Linked DNA regions of Mus musculus: regions 1 and 2 are each linked to region 3. Evidence: chromatin contacts called from public Hi-C data. All regions are on one chromosome and are shown on one strand. The core of a region is the stretch at or near the end of the contact, and the rest is flanking DNA. Distances in the headings are between cores, read along the strand shown.

Region 1 (2,700 bases), core at 147-2,646, 430 kb after region 3:
CCCTGCCTACCCCAGTCTATCCAGTCTAGGAAACCACTCACAGCCACGTCCAAAAGTAACTCTCGTAAGTGATTCCGAATCCAACCAAGCTGACAGTGAAGATTAATCATAGTCATGTCTTTGATGAAGAAAAACACAGTAAGTTCAACCACTCCAAAGCAGCAATAAACTGAACAGCTTTTCCAGGTTAGATCAAGTAGGACAAGTGTGACAGCAACTAAGGACTTTCCTTGTCCACACTTCTGTGTGTGTCCTAGGAAGTGTCCCCATGGTGCTGTCCCTCAGTGTAGCTCTCCAGCCTCTTCTAGGTTGGAGCTGCCCAGTTCAAACATCACTGTCTGTACAAATAAGCTCTCTATAATGCTATGGTGTCTCCATTTGGTTTTGAACACAGACGTCACACGCGGCCTCCCTCTTCACGGAGACTTCCGAGGCTTGCTTGGGCCATTCGCACACAAGGATCCTGGTTGTGTCTGTCTTGATTCCACCTGCCTTTCATTTCTCCATCTGTTTGATATGGTCTAGGGGTCTTGAACTCATACAGTATAGGGGTTGCCTAGATCCGGTTTGTTTTCTCTGCCGGTTAAAGAATTAAAAGGCAGGAAAACATCTGAAACACAGCAGAGAGATCTCAGGCACCAGAGCAGAATCCACGCTTAATAGGAGGCATTTATTGTGGGTGAGGAGACATGTACATAGCAGATATACAGAGGAAAGAAAAACAACAACAACAACAAACTCTGCAAAGCAGACCAGACTTAGAAAGCCAAACCCAAGTCTCTTCCTGAGGGCTGGGGCTTTCAAAGCTCCCGAAGAGTCTTCCTCCCATAATTTAGGGCTGGTCAGTTTGAAGACAGGATGGATGGTTGGTTAGTGAGACAGACTTGTCCTGATCTGGCCCGGAATCCATTGAGCCAATCCCCCTCGGGACTGCTGGTGGGGGACGATCTCAAATCAGAAGGTTAAGGAAGAAGCCATCTTGGAAATTCAGTACTTCTAGCTTTGGCCTCTGTCCCTGTCTACCTATCAGCAAGTCTATCTATCTTCCGGTCTCTCACACTGAGTCTCCCTTCCAGCAGGAGAAGGGAGAGATTTCCCTATTTCTAACCAAAACCTCAGCTCCTCAAAAAGGACACAGAAATGTTTCCCGTCTTCGCCTCTATCCAATAGAATTATCCTTCACAAGGCGCTGAACTAAGTTAATGTTTTTCTTTAGCAGAACAAGGACTTGAGGTTTAACTCTCAGGAAAAGCTAGTAGGCCAGAGAATAGGTACCAGGGAAGGTTAGAGGCAGGAAGGGGAGGGGCGAGTCTCAGGCGCAGCTTTAACCTCGGGCTCTGTTTTGCAGAAACAATTAATCAAAAGCACACTGAGCGCCCATTTCCCTGTGATTACTATTCACTCAGCCACGAGGCTGCATTCCAGGATGATCTTGAATGGAGATATTGTACGAGCCCAGTGCGGGGAGAGACTGGTTGCTATCAACTTTGACCACAACAGATGTAAAATAACGGACTCCAATATTCTTCGGGAAACTTGTGAGTTCCTTTTCCTGGAAACTAGAAAAGGACCACTGTTTTCATCGCCGTGGTTTCCTTTGCTCAGGGGTTGTTGGGTTTCTCTTTAGCCTGGTCTAAAGAGAAAAGCTTTCTCCTGGGCGACTATTAGCAAAGCAAAGGAAAGCCAGGTCTCTGGAGCAGCCTAAAGGAATCCTCTGGCCGTGCCTGCTATAGGTTAGCCTTTGTGCCTGCCTCCTAGGGTGAATGCATTCAAACCCAAGCTCTTGCAAAGATTAGGGGGGAGATACTGAGTCTAATGAGGAATCTTAAAGCAGCTTGAATTCAAACACTTGAGAAGAACTTTAAAAGAGGAAAAAAATTAAATATTAAAAAAGATGGAGTGGTTCCCTTAAACAAATAAGCTACTTTATTAAGAATCTGCCTTAATAAAATGGTTGACAGCTTCCTCTCCTCTCCTAGGCTCTGGCACCAGCAACAAAGAAGAGGCCAGGTTTGCACAGCTGTTGCCTTAAGAACTGAATAACAAAAGACTGAAACTTTAACCCAACTTGGAAGGGGAGTGGGAGAGACAGAAAATCACTAACACTAAGGAAGCAAAGAGAGTGTCAGAAATCTTTGCAGAGTTGGGAAAAGGGTTCCCCCCCACCCCAGCGCCAACTTCTGTGCTTCTGGAGGGAGTTGGGGGCTCTGGAAGTGCCCATCAGAACAGCTGCTGGAGGGAGGGGAGGAGGGGGGAGGGACGGAGGGAGGAGAAACTGGGGGTCTGGGGTTGGGGGCGGGTGGGGGACCTATTTCTTCAGAGCTCTGAAGCAAGAGAGCAGTTTGGTTCTTGCTTTGAATGCCGGGCTAGGGTCAAGTGAAGGATAACTTAAGGCGTTTGCCTGCTCCCCTCTCTCCTAACTTCTGGAGTCCATCTTATTATGAACCTTCCTTGTGGGAGAAGGGTGGCTCTGAGCAAGGTGGGAGAGAGGTGCCGATCCTCCCACTGCAAATGATTTTCCGGGATTAAAAAAAAAAGTAATAAATCTGCTTTTAAAAAGAGGGAAGAGGAAGGGAGGAGGGAGAGAGGGGGGGAGAAAGGAAGGGAAGAAGGGAGAGAGGGAGGAAGGGAGAAAGAGAGGGAGGGAGGGGGGAGGCAGGGAGGGAGGAAGGGAGAGGAGGGCAGTAACGAGTGTTTTAA
Region 2 (2,700 bases), core at 68-2,567, 390 kb after region 3:
TATTAAAATGTAATACGATGATGCAATGCTGGGTTTATGTTACATTTATAGAGATATCTACACACCATATCTAGTCAATAAACATACCTTAAATACCAAGTACCTTAGCCCACAAAAAACCTATATACAATATATATATATATAAAATTTCCTACCAATGCAGCAATGATAAAAAGTCCAGGCTTGGATAAAGATGATCAGGGTAAGTTAGGCCTGTCTGAAGTTTCTATTGATCTGATAAAAATTCCCTGGTAAAAGCAACCAAGTGGAGAAATCGTTTATTTAGCTCGCACCTCTAGATTATTGTCCATCATTGTGGGAGATCAGAATTAGGAGCTCTGAGGAAATAGCCTCATCACTTCCATAACCAGGAACAGAGAACAGTGAATGTCTGCCCAGCGGTACTCGGTCCCACTTCCCTGCTGTCACACAAGTCTGGATCCTGTCAACTCACAGTGAGCGGGGCTTCCCACTGCAGTTAATATGATGAAGATAATGTCCCACAGACACGCCCACAGGCCACCCTGCTCTAGACAATCCCTCACCGGGACTCTTTCCCCAGCTGCTTCTAGATTGTCAGTTGGCAATTAAAAGTAATCACTACAAGACAGGCAAAAGGCTCAGCTTCACCAGGGAAAAGATATGATTCCCCCAAGCCTGACCACCTCAGCTTGAGCCCCAAAACCTGTGACCGCCAAAAGCTCTTTGTTGTTGTTGTTGTTGTTTGAAATGCAGTCTCATTCAGTCGAAGCTAGCCTCAAATGCTTGGCCATAACAGACATAAAACAATGAGCAAAATTCTGACCCAAGTCAGAAAACTTCAATGAAACCAACGTATTTCTTGAGGTAAAATTTCCTGAAAATCCTTTCACGGCATGAGAAAGGGGAAGATTTCTTAGGCAAGACCCAGAGAGACGCACCCCTAGGAAAGAAAAGAGACACATAAATCAGATTTCAGCAACAACAAAAGCCATCCTTTTGCTACTTGAAAGATATTGTGAAGGGGAGAAAAGCAAGGTACAGATTGGTACCAATGCTTACAGAGCTTTACACTCAGAATACAGAAAGAATGTTTCCAGCACAAAATGAAGTCAACGAGCTTTTTTTTTAATGGACCAAATATTTAAATAAAGAATTCTTAAAAGAAAATGTTAAGCCCAGAGCTGGCCTGCCCTCTCAGGCAGATGCTCCTGGTTCTGCCTCTGTGGAAACAGTCTGGGTGCGGAAGGCAGAGAGCCAACTCTCAACATGCGAGGGCTGCATGGCCTGCACACCCTCCCCTGGGACTTGGCCAGGCTCCCGGGCGCCCTCTTGACCTGGTGTCCTGGCCATATCAGAGGCAGAACACAGCTTTCTCTTTAGTGCAGGCTTTAATTTCTAGGGATGGGAGTGGGGTGGGTAAAGAATAAGTTAAATAAGTTAATCACAGAGAGAGAAAGAGAGAGAGAGAGAGAGAGAGAGAGAGAGAGAGAGAGAGAGAGAGAGAAAGAGAAATGGGGGAGGGGATGATGGATGAGGGAGGGAGGCTGGGAGAGAGGGAGGCAGGATGCCAGCTCCGTACGATGGTCCATGCCTGTAATCCCAGCATTTGGGATGCCCAGGCAGGAGAATCTCCCAGTTCAAGGCCATCTAGAGTACATATAAAGACATTGTGTCAAAGAAAGAAAGCAGGGGGAGAGAAGAGGGAAGGGGAATCTACTGAAAAGTATTTTGTTCAAAAATGTCATAATGAGATCTGATCCTGTGAACTCTAATGCAAAAACTTTAAACGAAAGATTACTAAGTAATTAAATTTAATTTTAAAAGGGGGGGGCGAATGCCTACCAAAGAGCTTTTGGAAAGACTACTCATATCACTGGCAAGTAGAGAAGTGAAGATGCCTCTGATCCAAAGACAAGCCTTCTCCTAACATATAACACTTTCCACCCTGGGATGGATGACCCAGCAAGAAGACCCTCCACACACACACAACCTCCCTTGATCTTGAGGTTCCGGCCTCTGGAGCCACAACAGACCCCTGTTCTTTATAAATCACACCAGCTCAGGTATTCTGTCATAGCAGAACAAAGTGAACTAAGACAGTCATTTTCTTTTCTTTTTTTAACCCTAATCACTCTCAGGAGGAGCTCTAGAAGATTCCATAGGTTTTAATCTCCCTGAACCTTTATCTAAGAAGTATGACTAATACTATGTACTTAGCTGTTCTGGGAAGAGAACTGTTTTAAATAATTCATATGGACCACTTAGGACAATGATTGGCTCATATTAAGAATAATAACATAAACCCAGGTGCTACTGGGAAGGTTAAAGGTAACATTGGCACTGCTGTCCATTAAGTTTCCCTGAGAAGAAAAAACTCTGAGAGAGCAATTAAGAAAGACATGAATTATTCGGGAAGCATTCCACGTAAGAAATGGCAGACAAACCACAGAGCTAGGCTGGGGGTGGTGGCGCACGCCTTTAATCCCAGCAATTGGGAGGCAGAGGCAGGCGGATTTCTGAGTTCAAGGCCAGCCTGGTCTACAAAGTGAGTTGCAGGACAGCCAGGGCTACACAGAGAAACCCTGTCTCGAAAAACACAACAAAACAAAACAAAAAAACACAGAGGTAAACTGATTCAGATATACGCATTTTGGGGCCCCCATGAGGTATATATTCTCTCTATACTAGCTCTACCTAGTTAATAGTAATGAAAACCAA
Region 3 (2,700 bases), core at 194-2,693:
GCTCCTTCAAAATACATTGTATCACTATGCATAACTATGTAGAATTTTTTTACTTGCCAATTGCATACACAGATATAATACATTTTGATCTTTTCCTGACCCATTACCCTCTTATCCAACTCTCTTCAACTAAAATCTTTCTCATGCCCTGTAAGTCCTTCTCCTACGTTTTGGCCACTAATTTTAATTAGTGGTTCTTATGTGAACAGGGTGATAGATTGTTTATCAGAAGTGGGCATCTAACTCAGCAGTGGCTATACTCCTAAAGAAACTGTCAGCCCTAGAAGAAATGTTTAAAAAGAAATGTTTTTGATCACCTACTGTTTGTAACATTCTAGAGTCAGAGCTTTAGTTTGTTTCTGGATTAATCTGGATAAGTGAAAATATTCTGAGATATGCTAAATATGCTTATAATATAGTGATTATATAGATGTGAGCATAAATAATACATGATCTAAAATGAAAAGGCTTTGGGAGAGAAGAAAGAAACCGCAGTTTGAATATAATCACAAAATCACCTATTATTATGTATCCTTGCCTATAAGCTGTGCTGCTTTGGATTGGAGGACACTTTGAGGTCAAGAATCAATTATGTCAGAAGAGCACCTGCTCTTTGCAGGGGGGCGGTGCCGGGGGGCGTATTGAAACAATCTACATAATGGGACAGATACCTAAAGATATCTAAGCTCTATCTACCTACTTACATATCTGTCTATCTGTCTGTCTGTCAGTCATCTATCTCTTGGAGAAATACTTTGTTGATAAATGAAGCAGGCATTAAATGGAAAGCACTACCACACACTACCCATCGCTTCTAAACGGATTGGGGTTGTGTTTAGGCATCCTGGTAAATCCCCTGCCTGCCTTCTCTTGCCTCACCCTTGCTCACATCCCCAGCCTGAGATTCCTTTCAGTGGTTATAGTTTCAAACAAGTACTGCAATGGTGCTAACAAGAATTCTTTTTGCTTCTTTAAATTTTGTTCTGTTTTGATGGAATTGTGTTGTGAATGAAGCCAAAATCTTTAGAAAAGAGTAATATGAACCTTGTGTTTAAAAAAAAAAAAAATTACAGCAAGTGACTGGAAAACCTCACCAATGCATGTCCCCATCAGAGTTCAGCTGAGATTTCACAAACAGACCATGCGTGCAGCATCTCACAGCCAGCCGTGTACACTGGGACCATTCCCAATCCTCAGGGCTGTTGCTCATTTCTGGATGTCCCTGCAAACAGGGGATGATATCACTTAAGGTTTAGGCAATGTTTTGTTTTTCTTTAAAAAAAAAAAAAAAAAAAAACAGAAACCCAATGTCAAAATAAAGCCAAGTGGATAAATCCTGTCTTAATAGCGAGCATATGTTTCCTGCTCCCCATTGCTAAACCCAGATGTTAATGGCATGTTTGTCATCGCACTGCTCTCTTCTCGTTTGGCGCTAGCTGAGCTTACATTGCAGGCAGGATAAATGTCATGTGTGCACCATCAGTAAAACCAAGACGATTCTTCACAGTCTGGTGAAGCGCTGATGACATCCGAGAGCCAAATTACAGAAGATTCTTCAGACATTCAGAGTTCTTCATGGTGTTAGCGTTTTTCCATGTAACTCGAACATGAGCACTGTGGGCTGAGCTAGGCGAGAAACTGGACATGCTGACATGTTACTTTATAAAGAATGCAATAAAATACAATTACTGCTCAGTTTTGATTTAGGAGTCTTCTGGGATTTTTTTTTTTTAGTTTGTATATTTTACAGCACTCTATGGCATTTGAGAGAAATAGATTTAGCTTATTGTTTTAAGCCACTAAATCTTGCAGCCAATGCTAGAAGTTGGCTGGCTAGCTAATAAATGGGAACACTTAATTTGCTTTAGTAAAGAAAGAGAAAAATGGATCTCGCTTTTATAGTCCATTCATTCTGGCCTGTGCATGTATTTTAACTCCGTTCAGCGTTTGATAATATGGTATAGGAAAAACACTTATTCTGAATTGATCAGCTCTCAAAAAAAAAGTCAAACATTTTAAATTACATACCAGTTAATGTAATTGGTAAAGGTATTATGAATGAGGTTTCTGAGTTTAACAAAACATGCTCTGATAGAGATTTTAATTTAATATTGACCCATTGGATTTTATGTTTGTTTTTCATTGTCCTCATTTTTCATTTAAGAGCATAATGGGAATTAAAATTTCCCATTAGTTATATTAGAATTGTGTGTGTGTACATATATGTATATACATATATATGTGTGTTTATGTATATATGTTCTGTATATACACATATATACATAAAACACATATAAGCATTTCATATCACCCAATGACATTTAGCTCGACAACTGGTAACTTTAGATAGCCCAAGACAAATCACAGCCATTTTTCATTTCTTCACTAGATACATAAGATGAATGTCCTACATGTTTGAATGTCCATACATTAGTGTTCAAAAGCTGGCTGTCAAAGCAGGATGTGAGCCAGACACCAAGATATCTTTCTTGTCACAAGAGTTCAAATTGGCTGAGTATGTTAGGAAAGAGAATATCAGACGTGTCACTGGGCATGAGTGGGAGGCCAAAGTCTGAACCTAACCTAAACTACTTTTGAGTTGTCTATGAGACTTCCAAAAAATACTAAGCAGAGGTTTAGATACATTAAGGAAGAATGTTTGGCTAAAAATATACATATTGGAATTGTCTCCAAATAACT

What was found. A called contact is a pair of places that touch in the nucleus more often than the background predicts.
Region 1: a contact with region 3 is called in a Hi-C map of uterus, with 4 times the contacts expected there. The contact joins two enhancer-like sites.
Region 2: a Hi-C map of uterus shows a contact between it and region 3, with 6 times the contacts expected there. The contact joins two enhancer-like sites.

The regions. Positions count from the first base shown.
Region 1 is chr6:140,335,140-140,337,839 of GRCm38.p6, forward strand. No RefSeq gene overlaps it. Among named protein-coding and RNA genes, the nearest start is that of Gm38917, 51 kb to the left of the region's middle. Within about 2 kb of position 1,397, at least 94 of the 459 cell types and tissues checked have an H3K27ac peak or open chromatin away from gene starts, as enhancers often do. A contact at or near this core is called in uterus, where this site is marked.
Region 2 is chr6:140,299,379-140,302,078 of GRCm38.p6, forward strand. No RefSeq gene overlaps it. Among named protein-coding and RNA genes, the nearest start is that of Gm38917, 15 kb to the left of the region's middle. Within about 2 kb of position 1,318, at least 23 of the 459 cell types and tissues checked have an H3K27ac peak or open chromatin away from gene starts, as enhancers often do. A contact at or near this core is called in uterus, where this site is marked.
Region 3 is chr6:139,908,023-139,910,722 of GRCm38.p6, forward strand. All of the region lies in intron 30 of Pik3c2g (phosphatidylinositol-4-phosphate 3-kinase catalytic subunit type 2 gamma), which reads left to right. Among named protein-coding and RNA genes, the nearest start is that of Plcz1, 130 kb to the right of the region's middle. Within about 2 kb of position 1,444, at least 19 of the 459 cell types and tissues checked have an H3K27ac peak or open chromatin away from gene starts, as enhancers often do. A contact at or near this core is called in uterus, where this site is marked.